2 separate regions of the Callithrix jacchus genome follow, and region 2 is linked to region 1. Evidence: chromatin contacts called from public Hi-C data. All regions are on one chromosome and are shown on one strand. The core of a region is the stretch at or near the end of the contact, and the rest is flanking DNA. Distances in the headings are between cores, read along the strand shown. Region 1 overlaps UCK2 (uridine-cytidine kinase 2). Region 2 holds the start of RXRG (retinoid X receptor gamma).

Region 1 (4,974 bases), core at 1,329-3,828:
AGAAGAGAAAGTATATGCCATCATAAAGAGAAATCTTGAGAACATCCACAACTACAATTACCCAGGGTGAAAAACTGGGCTTTTCAGCATAGAACTCCATCATGACGTGAGCTAGTTAGGCAGAGGCCATGGTGGCTTTTCCTGGGCCAGGACAGTCAGAATTCAGCAATCACTGCATTAAACCCTGCACCGTTTTCACTCTAGGCACCATGTCATAGGCACCATCAGATCCAGTCCAAACACATCCTCAATATGAGAAGGCCATGTGAAGCATGGATTTGGCTCCATGAAAAGGGAGTGTGTATAAGGTACAACTTCATACTCTCCTTCCCCTCACCTCCATTTATTTAATTGAGAATCGGTAACTTAAGTTTAGTTCACAAAAAAATATAAGCATATATATAGATAGATACATATATGCACACACACACAAATAAATCCAAAATCTAGCAAGTAGTTTTACTTCACTTTGGATTTAGAAAGTAATCTGATGAGTCTGCTCTGAAATAGAAATCTAAACATATCCCCAGCACCAAATGACAGAAATCCATCTCTTCCCGTCCTCTCAAAGCACTTTCCCACATCCCACGTCTCCTTTTCCAGCCCTTATTTAAACCCTTTCAGCAGGTCCTAACAGGTTTCTTTTAATCTACCCTAATTAATGGTTCGATTAAAACAGCACTAGTCAAACAGGCGTCTCCTCCTAGCTGTGGAGCTGAAGGATGGCTCAGAGGATGTTGTGACACAAGGGTGGGGAGACAAAAAAAAAAATCAACTCGGGGTGTTACTGGCCTGCACCACAGTCCCCTCCAGCTACAGCAAAGGTGCAGAAATGCACTGAGAACCAAGTGGCATCCCAAGCAAAGCATCAAAGTCCAGAAGCAGTCGGCTTGGCACAGGCGAGGTTGTGAGCAGTGCAGAGGGAAACTGGACCACAGCTATGCTCCGGCTTGCAGGACCACTGCCTATGTGACACGAGGCAAGCCACTTACTGTGACTCACGATGTCTTCATCTACCAGAAGCTGACAAAGATGCTTACACCAGCTCTTGCAGGGGCACCTGAGTGTTGTTTAAAACACAGCCACCTCGTGAGAGCAGATCCTGTTAAAAACCTGCTAAATTCACAGATGGGGTTGCACCTGTCAGAGTGGAGCCAGTGGCTGGAAAGAGAATGGCTCTGCTCATGAATGACAATCACTGGGTGCCTGGTAGGCAGTGGAAGAAGAGATAAACAAGAAGCTAAGAAAGGTGGCAAGCTGATGGGACTAGGGTGCTACAAAGAGCATAAAAGTCCATTTTATTTCCTTTTTTTTTTTTTTGTTCTGTTGCCTAAGCTGGAGTGTAATGGTGTGATCTTGGCTCACTGCAATTTCTGCCTCCTGGGTTCAAGCAATTCTCATGCTTCAGCTTCCCGACTAGCTAGGATTACAGGCATACACCACCACACCTGGCTAATTTTTGTTTAGTAGAGATGGGGTTTCGCTCTGTTGCCCAGGGTGGTCTTGAACTCCTGGCGTCAAGAAGTTCTCCTGCCCTGGCCTCTCAAAGTGCTGGGATTATAGGCATGAGCCACCACACCCTACCAAAAGCCAATCATTTTTCTACCTTTGGTGGGTGTTCTAGGTCTGACAAACAGGGATGAACATACACGCACATTCACTCACTGCAGAGTACGCAGTGTGCCTTGTGTGTGACCTGCAATTCTTTGCATTGTTTCCATGTAAATTTTCCTCATTTTCCACCCACCTCCCTCAAAAGGGTTTATACTTTAAAAGGGTTTGTTTGAGCAAGGGAGGGGCTGGGTCACCAGCCTGAGGAAGGCAATGGGGGCAGAGGCCGGATAAAGTAGATGGCGTCGGGGAGCACAGCACCCGAATGTCCTAAGAACCAAAGGCTCCCAGAAATCTTGGCCCAGGCTTTGCACTTGACAGTAACTGAAAGTCCGCTCACCTGAACTGGTATCTGAGCGCAGATGAGGCCTGGGGTCTGCCCCTCATACACCCCAGGATCTTGAGGCTTCGTGACAGCAGGCCTGGTGACCACATCTACACCGCACATGCACAGCATGGCCCTTCCTGAGCCACTCCGGCCTCACAGCCAGGACTCTGTCGCTGCTCTGGGCTGAGCACCACACAGAAGGCGAGAGCCACATCCTTTTTGTTCATCTTTATTTACAGCAAAGTACATAATGTGTGGTCATTTCGTAACCACTAACAATAAAGGTAGGGAGGTAAAAAGAAAAGGGAGAGGAGCAAGCATCTTAAAAGGGGGGCGGGGGAAAGCCTAAGTCTGTATTTAGCTACTCACCCTGCTCCTGTGGCAGGACTGGGTAGGCACTCCCTGCCTCTAAGACGACAGCAAAGCTGACCTGGAATGCCAGTCCCCAGTACGAGGAGGGCGGCAGAAGGCCCAGAGACAAGATGAAAGGGGACTGGGCTCTGGATGCATCCACTTATGCCTTTGCCAGTTAGTTCCTTGTTTTGTTTGAGTGCTTCCCCCCGCCCGCCCTGAGCAGTGTAAAGGGCAAGGGTGGTAGAGAAGGTGGTCCCTTCAGGAAGCAGTCCTGAAGGCCAGAACCCACCTTCCTAGCTGTTCCTTAGCCTGCCCAGTTCTTGGCCCTGGAATCTTTAACAGGCACACAGGAGATTCCAGGGCAGAGGAAAATATTTCCCTGCAAGAGGCTACTTCCCTCCAATAGCCGTGGGGGCTTGTGCAGGGCAAGATTGCTAAGTCAAGGAAAGTGCAGGAGGTTAGCAAGGGAAGTTACATACAAACCAAGCAGGCTCCCAGCCCTCCAGCTGTCCGACGGCTCCGAGGTGTGCACAAGCCTCCAGCCCAACCCAGCAGCCTAATGCAACTCTGGCAGCCCAGCCCGGGTGTGGCCACAAGTAACCAGCTCCAAGCCCAAGTGAGGCAGGGTGTCAACTTCCCCATGATTGCCAAGTGGCCAAGACCAGAAGCAGGGACAATTACGCTACTTCTGCAGCAAGGTGAACTGGAGACCCTGTCTCTGCACTCCTCCCCTGGCCTGTCCCACAGACATCCTGTTGTTTAACCCACTGCCTTTGCAAGGGCCTCCTCTATCCACTACAAATCAAAGGACCCTTGTATCCTTCTTACATAGATTCCCATCTCTCTGCTCATAGTGGTCTCAGGCTGCCTGAGAATAAGAAACTTGGGTCTGTAGACGTCCCATCAGTGTGAAAGAGTGCGAGGCCAGGCCTTCCTGTGACTTAATGCTTCTATGCTTGTTTCCTAAGCACTTGGTCCACACACAATACCTGGGCAGGGAGAGAACCGAGCACCATGGGACGGCTCTGGAGCCAGGGGACTCCCATATACATACAACCAACATCACCCCACTCTGCTCATCTGTGCCTCCTCCCTGAACAGCAAAAAGTACCTACATGGCAAATGTCATAGTTTCCGGACTAATAATTCTACTCCCAACTCTCCATGGAATCAGACCCAGAGACTCTTAAAAAACTAAGACCATTGTTTGTTCCATAGAAAGCTCAATTTCAGATACAGAGTTGGCTAAATGCTGGGCTGCCACGGAGGGGTAGAGCCTTCCATCCCTTCCTTGCTCCAGACACAATGTGTCACAGACCCCAGCAGACACTGCTCAGTGTCCCTAGCCAAGCCACCAAGAATTGGTGATCATTTGACAAGGGGCAGGGCAGCCCTATAGCTGTTTCCAAGCTAGCAGTGGGCTACTCAGAGATATTGGAGGCTTGGTCCCAACACCACAGGTAGATGAGGAAGCGGCTAGGTAAAGGCTCAGAGATGAGACGAGTCCATCTTCCAAGGCAGTGGGATAAACAGCCAAGGCACTAAATGGTTTGGCACCTGGGAGCTTCAAGTAAAGTTGAGCACGCTGCCCACTGAAAGACCAAGGCTATCTCCCAGACATGGGTGGGCTTCACCTGAGCAGAGCCTGTGCCATCAAGGCCAGGCCCCCTGTGTCCTCAGGATGCTAACCCAGGCCTGCGATCCCTGCTTCATCTCAGAAGTGATCAAGGCATGACTACAAGGATAATAATGATTGATCCTAAACACACACTCCAGAATTCAGCCATCCCAGTGAGCACCGGCTTTCAACGGAGGCACCTTGGCACCCTTCCCTTGGTTCAAATAGGCGGCTGTGACTAGGAGCTCCTTTCAGAGCCTGCGTGGTCTCTTGAACGTCTCTGGGTGGCAAGCTCTGTTGAGGACTAGGTTTGACTTTTCTGAAATAGCGAAACAGACTTAGAGTCAAACTGATCCCAGAAAAGGGAAATCAGACTGGATGGTGCTGAGTCTGAAGGGAAAACTTGGTGTGACCAGGTGGTAGCGGAGACCAGTTACCTGAATGGCTCAAAGAGGCTCTGAGGGCAATGGAAAGAGAAGGTTCTCCAAAATGTTTCTAGCAATGGCAGCCACAATGGGATAGTTAAGGACACAGTCCCCCAAGCACTAGGGTGGTCAACACTGAAATGAAAATCTCTGGCCCTTCTGCAGTCAGAAACTGAGGCTCAGGACTCTATAATCAGACCTCCTTCAGGGCTCACTTGGGCTCCCGTCCACCCAGAATGTCAGGAATCTGTACTTTCAGAGAAAACGTTGCCACCAAGCAGCGGCTCTCAGGAAAGCTAGAAATTTCCACCCCAAATATTTCAACCTCAGACTCCAACTTAGGTATCTATGATTTAAATACTGTCCTTTTAAATACTTTTTAAAAATTGCTTTTCCAAGCCCCTTTCATCCTCTGCAGCTGCCACAGCTACTAGGCAGTATTGCAAATAAGTAAATCCTCCTGGCCACGATGCTGCTAGTGAGAATCACTGACCAAAGTTACTCTCCTCACTTCGCTGCAAACTTCCAGGAAACAGAAACTACTACCCGTCTGCCGACAGAGCTCCCCTGCCACCCTGTGAGGAGCTGCTGCCAGTGTCAGTTACCAGAAGCCCTCACCCAAGCCCAGCCTGCAGTGG
Region 2 (4,974 bases), core at 1,181-3,680, 280 kb after region 1:
CTTCCCAAGGCTTAGTGCACAGAGAGCCATTCAGATGGATACAAGATAACATCAGAGAACAACATACACCAACCTGCCCACATTGTGGTGAGTGATACTGAGCTCTTAAGGCCAGTGGATCTGAGGTCCAGACGTTCATAATCTTTCTTGCCCCCTTAAATGGCTTGAAAGCCTAAAATACAATTCCTCTGAACTCTAGCAGACAGAGTGACTTGAAACATCAGTAAGGTAGACCAGCTATATGAAAAGAGGAAAGGAAGAGCCAGGAAACAGTAGAAGCCAAAAAACTATTTGAGTTGTTAGAAAATTAAAGAGAGGCCGGGTGCGGTGGCTCACGCCTGTAATCCCAGCACTTTGGGAGGCCGAGGCGGGTGGATCACGAGGTCAAGAGATCGAGACCATCCTGGTCAACATGGTGAAACCCCGTCTCTACTAAAAATACAAAAAATTAGCTGGGCATGGTGGTGCGTGCCTGTAATCCCAGCTACTCAGGAGGCTGAGGCAGGAGAATTGCCTGAACCCAGGAGGCGGAGGTTGCGGTGAGCCGAGATTGCGCCATTGCACTCCAGCCTGGGTAACAAGAGCGAAACTCTGTCTCAAAAAAAAAAAAGAAAATTAAAGAGAATCAGTCTGCTGTGTTTAGTACCCTTCTCTCTGCTATACCATTTCAGAGCTCTATGGAGAACAAGACACTGGACTCCTAATGAAGATAAATTCCAGCTAAGATTAAAAAACGAAACAAGAAAAACTCCACGGGACCTATGGAGAACTCACTGGCACAGTGACTCAAAGACGTGAAAATTATAGTGACACTGGTTTTATAAGTCAGAGCCCAGATCATCAAAGCACAATGTAACATCAGTATAGCTCCATACTGGAAAACGAAGACCCTTCCTTTTATTAATAAAGTTCGTGGAAAAGTGACTCTATATATGGGGAACTCAGAATTACAGTACCCTTTGTATAGTAAGAAACAAGCATGGAAGTGAAGTAAAAAAACAGTATAATGATGTGAGCAATGGGAAGACCTCAGTGGAATGGAGGCAAAGCCATTGTGAGAATAGGAGAGATTCAGCCAGGCACTGTCAGAGGAGAAGGGAAGGGGGTAACACGGTGATTTGAAAAGTACAAAGATGTCATGTATGTAGGGCGTTAAAAGTTAGTATTGTTATTCCTTTCAGAAAATAGACAAGGTCTGCACAGCTAAGAACAATTCCATGCTTTATGTGCATTTGCTGAGAAAACAACTGTAGTAAATCTAAAGTAATTCCGACAAAGAACTGACCGTAGTCTATGACTCCTGAAGGTTTCTGAAGAAAGTAGCATACATGCTCTGCGTGTTGACCTGATGCAAATTCTTTGCGGGTCATCCAGGCATCCTTTCATCCTTCCTCTCCTGGGCCTATGAGTTAACTCAACCATAAGACCCACAAACACAGCTTAGATTTTCAGGGGCAGGGCTAATTTAAACCAGCCACTTTCCCCACAAGTTCAATAGCTTTTTTTTTCAACTTGTATCCTGATAATGGGCCAGAAAATATCGTCCTTCTATCCATGAAACAGAAGCTTAGATAATTTTAATTTCCTTCTATCCCCCGCACCCCCCAGACTGGTTCAGCTGCTGCTTTTCTTCTTTCAAACTTTTCAATTATTTCCTTTTTCTTTCCTCTCTGTTATCCTTCATTATGCTCATATTTACTTCCTGAAACTCTAGTCCCTGCTAGGTCTCACTAGCATGCAGAATGGGATTGGCAGAATACCAATCACCTCAACGTATTCCCTTCCCTCTTCCCCTATCCGCCTCTCCCTTCTTTTCTCTCCTTTCCTCCTCTCCCTTGATCTCCCCTCCCCTCGCACTCCCTCCTTCCTTTCCTTCCTTCTGACGGTATTCTCTTCCCCAGAAGCGGCATTTTCGTCTTCCACTCACAACCTTACTTCACCAACATGCCCACACCTTCCCTGAACCTCCACAGTTACTTTCTCATAAGACCTGTTGCAACCGTCCCCTCCCAGGGCTGTCATTATTAGTATTATTATTGGGTTGTTTTGTTTTTCCATCTCAGGAGCAAACTCTGGAGTCTTGATCCAGTCACCTCCTCCAGCACACTCCGGCAGGGTACCCAGCAGGGTGTGATCTCAGACACGCAGGGGGACTCCGTGGGCCCCTCCCACATCCCAGCACTCTCACTTACTGGGATTCCTCTGAAACCTCTCTCTTGGCCCCATAGTAACAGTCGGCTTACAAGTCTCGGCTCCTCCTTTAACTGGAATTTTGATCTTTAGTCACTAACATCCATGTCACAGGCAAGGGGAAAAACAGCCCCCTTTTCCGTCCAGTTTCTGTTTCCCTAAACCCCGCCCTCCCAGGGAAGCTGACCACTCAGCTCGGGCTTTTGTAGCAGCACCTGATTGGTGGATCACGGAAAGCGCGCTGGAGAGGGCGGAGCTCATTGGGCCGACTCCTCGCGCTTGGTAAGTGCGGTCGCCTAGGTCTGCATAGCAGGGACTTTGGCCGCGACTCGGGGCGGCCTGTTGCCAGAGCGAGCGCGGAGGCCCCCAGGCAGCGCGCTGAGCCCGAAGCAGGTCCCCGGAGTGCCAGGGACACAAACCCCAGTTCCTTCAGGAAGCCTTCCAGATCGACGAGGAGAGGTGGGATAGCCCCGATGGCTTCACCTCGGCCAGTCAGGGGAAGCTCTTTTATTCGTCATCCCCAAAGCATTATTATTATTCACCCTTGAAGTAAAAACCCACTTGCTTTTGACAGGGGCACAAGAAATACTTTTATTTTATGGGTCAGTGTAATTTCAGTGTAATTGTTTAAAATACGTAAACTCTGAAAAGGTCGGCATTCAGCCTTTCTGTCACTTCCTTACTTTTGGCCTTTTATATGAGAAAAATACCTTTCCTACTGTGTGTGTGTGTTTTTTTTTAATACTTGCTAGACATTTACATTTTGTTACTTGGGAGCCTAAAGTGTTTCCTTCTACATAGAGAGATAACACCTCGAATCCCTGCCACATTCTGAAAAGTAGGTACAGTTTACCTACTTTTTATTTTCAGATATGTTAAAAGACGCAGAAGGAGTAAAGGAATATGCTGAAGTCCTCGTGGGATTGCGGCTGGCCACTGTAAGGGACATTCCCCCCATATCATTTTGAATCCCCTTGGTTTAAAGAGAAAAGACCTGGTTTTCTGTCAGAAGGTGGAGGGCACTGATGGAGGAGGTGGGTAATAAGCAGACAAAAAGGGAAAGTGGAATAATGTACCCAGCATTCTTGGATATCCTCAGTGTAAAAATATTTCCCTTTCCTGAGTCGTTTTTGTTTTGATGTATGCATGTATGTATATATTTTAGCAAATAGTCAAAAAGCATTTGGAACTAAGTAGATCAAAAGGCTGGGTTTTTTTTCCTTATTTTTTTTCCTTATTTTTTTTGAGACAGGGTCTCACTCTGTCACCCAGGCTTGAGTGCAGTGGCACTCTGGGCTCATTGCAGCCTCCACCTCCTGGGTTCAAGTGGTCCTCCCACCTCATCCTCCCAAGTAACTGGAACTACAGACATGCGCTACCACACCTGAATAATTTTTTTTTTTTTTTTTGTAGAGACAGGGTTCTGCCATGTTGGCCAGGCTGGTCTCAAATTCCTGAGCTCAAGTGATCTGCTCATCTTGGCGTCCCAGAGTGCTGGGAAACAGCACCCAATGTGGGGCTTGAACCCACCACCCTGAGATTAAGAGTCTCCTGTTCTACTAACTGAGCTAGGTGGGCACCCCATTTTGGAATTTAAAAAGAAAAAGAAAAAATATGACTATTAAGGAATGTACGGGTTTTCTTATGTAGCTTGAAAAGTGATTCCAAAGAGGATTTCCATGAACATTCTGATCAGTGTGGTAGTGTCACCTGGAATTAGATATGTAGCTTCCAAGGGGTGTCTTTGAAAAGCAATCCTCATTAGGATGTCTAAATTCTGATAGTTAAAATTAGTCCATCTTTCCTTCTTTCCTTCTCTCTCTCCCTTTTCTATCTCTCTCATTTTCACACAAATGATTTGAGGAAATGGCTTAATAGAGTCATTTCATTTAAAGCTACTTTAGAATATAAAAAACATATAAATATGGAGTGTATTCCTATTATTTTAAGCATTGCCAAATTTATTACCGAAATTCTTAGTCCAGATGAAGCCCCATAGCTACCAAAAAATACAAAAATTAGCTGGACTTGGTGGCACACGCCTGTTATCCCAGCTACCAGGGAGGCTGAGACATGAATCACTTGACCCTGGGAGGTGGAGGTTGCAGTGAGCCAAAATTGTGCTCACCACTGCACTCCAGCCTGGACTATAGAGTGAGCCCCTGTCTCAAAAAAAAAAAAAAAAAAAAAAAAAGAATTCTTCTTAGTCATCACTGATTAGATATTGTGGTATTCAGATTAAACAAGGCTTTAGATACATCCCTGAAAAAAATATATAGATAAAAATGGAAAACATTGAACAAAATCTTTGTAATTTGAGAATTTAAAAAATTTTTTATTTCTGCAACCTTGCAATTTGTAGGGATTCCTAATATTCTTTAAATTTTTAGTACCGATGTTGTTAATGAAATGTATAGCTTGAATCGCCAGAATTTGGGGGGTTTTGGGTCAAAAAGAGTCAAATATTTGCAGTTTCATACAATTCAACCTACTATATGAAGAGGGAAAATTTTATTTAAAAATATTTTCAAGTTAATCCTTTTTTGTTATAAGTGATTACCTAATGTATTGATTTTATAAGTTAAGATTTTATATACTTACAGCAGGACCCACTTAGACTTTACCAGACTTTTCTGTTTTGCACATGTGTGGTATGATATCCTGACTAGAAATTCAGGAATTTAAGGGCAACTAGAAATCTTTCAGCACATGTCTTTCACAGCATTAACCACAATCCTCCCTGACAAGTTGGAGGTTACTGACTTTGAAACATAGCCAGATGCT

Evidence for each region. A called contact is a pair of places that touch in the nucleus more often than the background predicts.
Region 2: a Hi-C map of induced pluripotent stem cells shows a contact between it and region 1, with 5 times the contacts expected there. The contact joins the promoter of RXRG here to the enhancer-like site in region 1. A contact is called at or near these places in 3 of 3 Hi-C or Micro-C datasets (induced pluripotent stem cells and skeletal muscle).

What each region holds. Positions count from the first base shown.
Region 1 is chr18:35,926,898-35,931,871 of calJac240_pri, forward strand. It overlaps UCK2 (uridine-cytidine kinase 2), which reads right to left. Exons shown (of 7, transcript XM_002760436.6): 7 at 2,153-4,974. Among named protein-coding and RNA genes, the nearest start is that of UCK2, 88 kb to the right of the region's middle. Within about 2 kb of position 2,579, at least 2 of the 16 cell types and tissues checked have an H3K27ac peak or open chromatin away from gene starts, as enhancers often do.
Region 2 is chr18:36,211,293-36,216,266 of calJac240_pri, forward strand. RXRG (retinoid X receptor gamma) reads left to right here and starts at 2,431. Exons shown (of 16, transcript XM_078355043.1): 1 at 2,431-2,472. It overlaps MGST3 (microsomal glutathione S-transferase 3), which reads right to left and starts at 2,350. Exons shown (of 6, transcript XM_035280028.3): 1 at 2,193-2,350. The coding sequence starts at 2,226.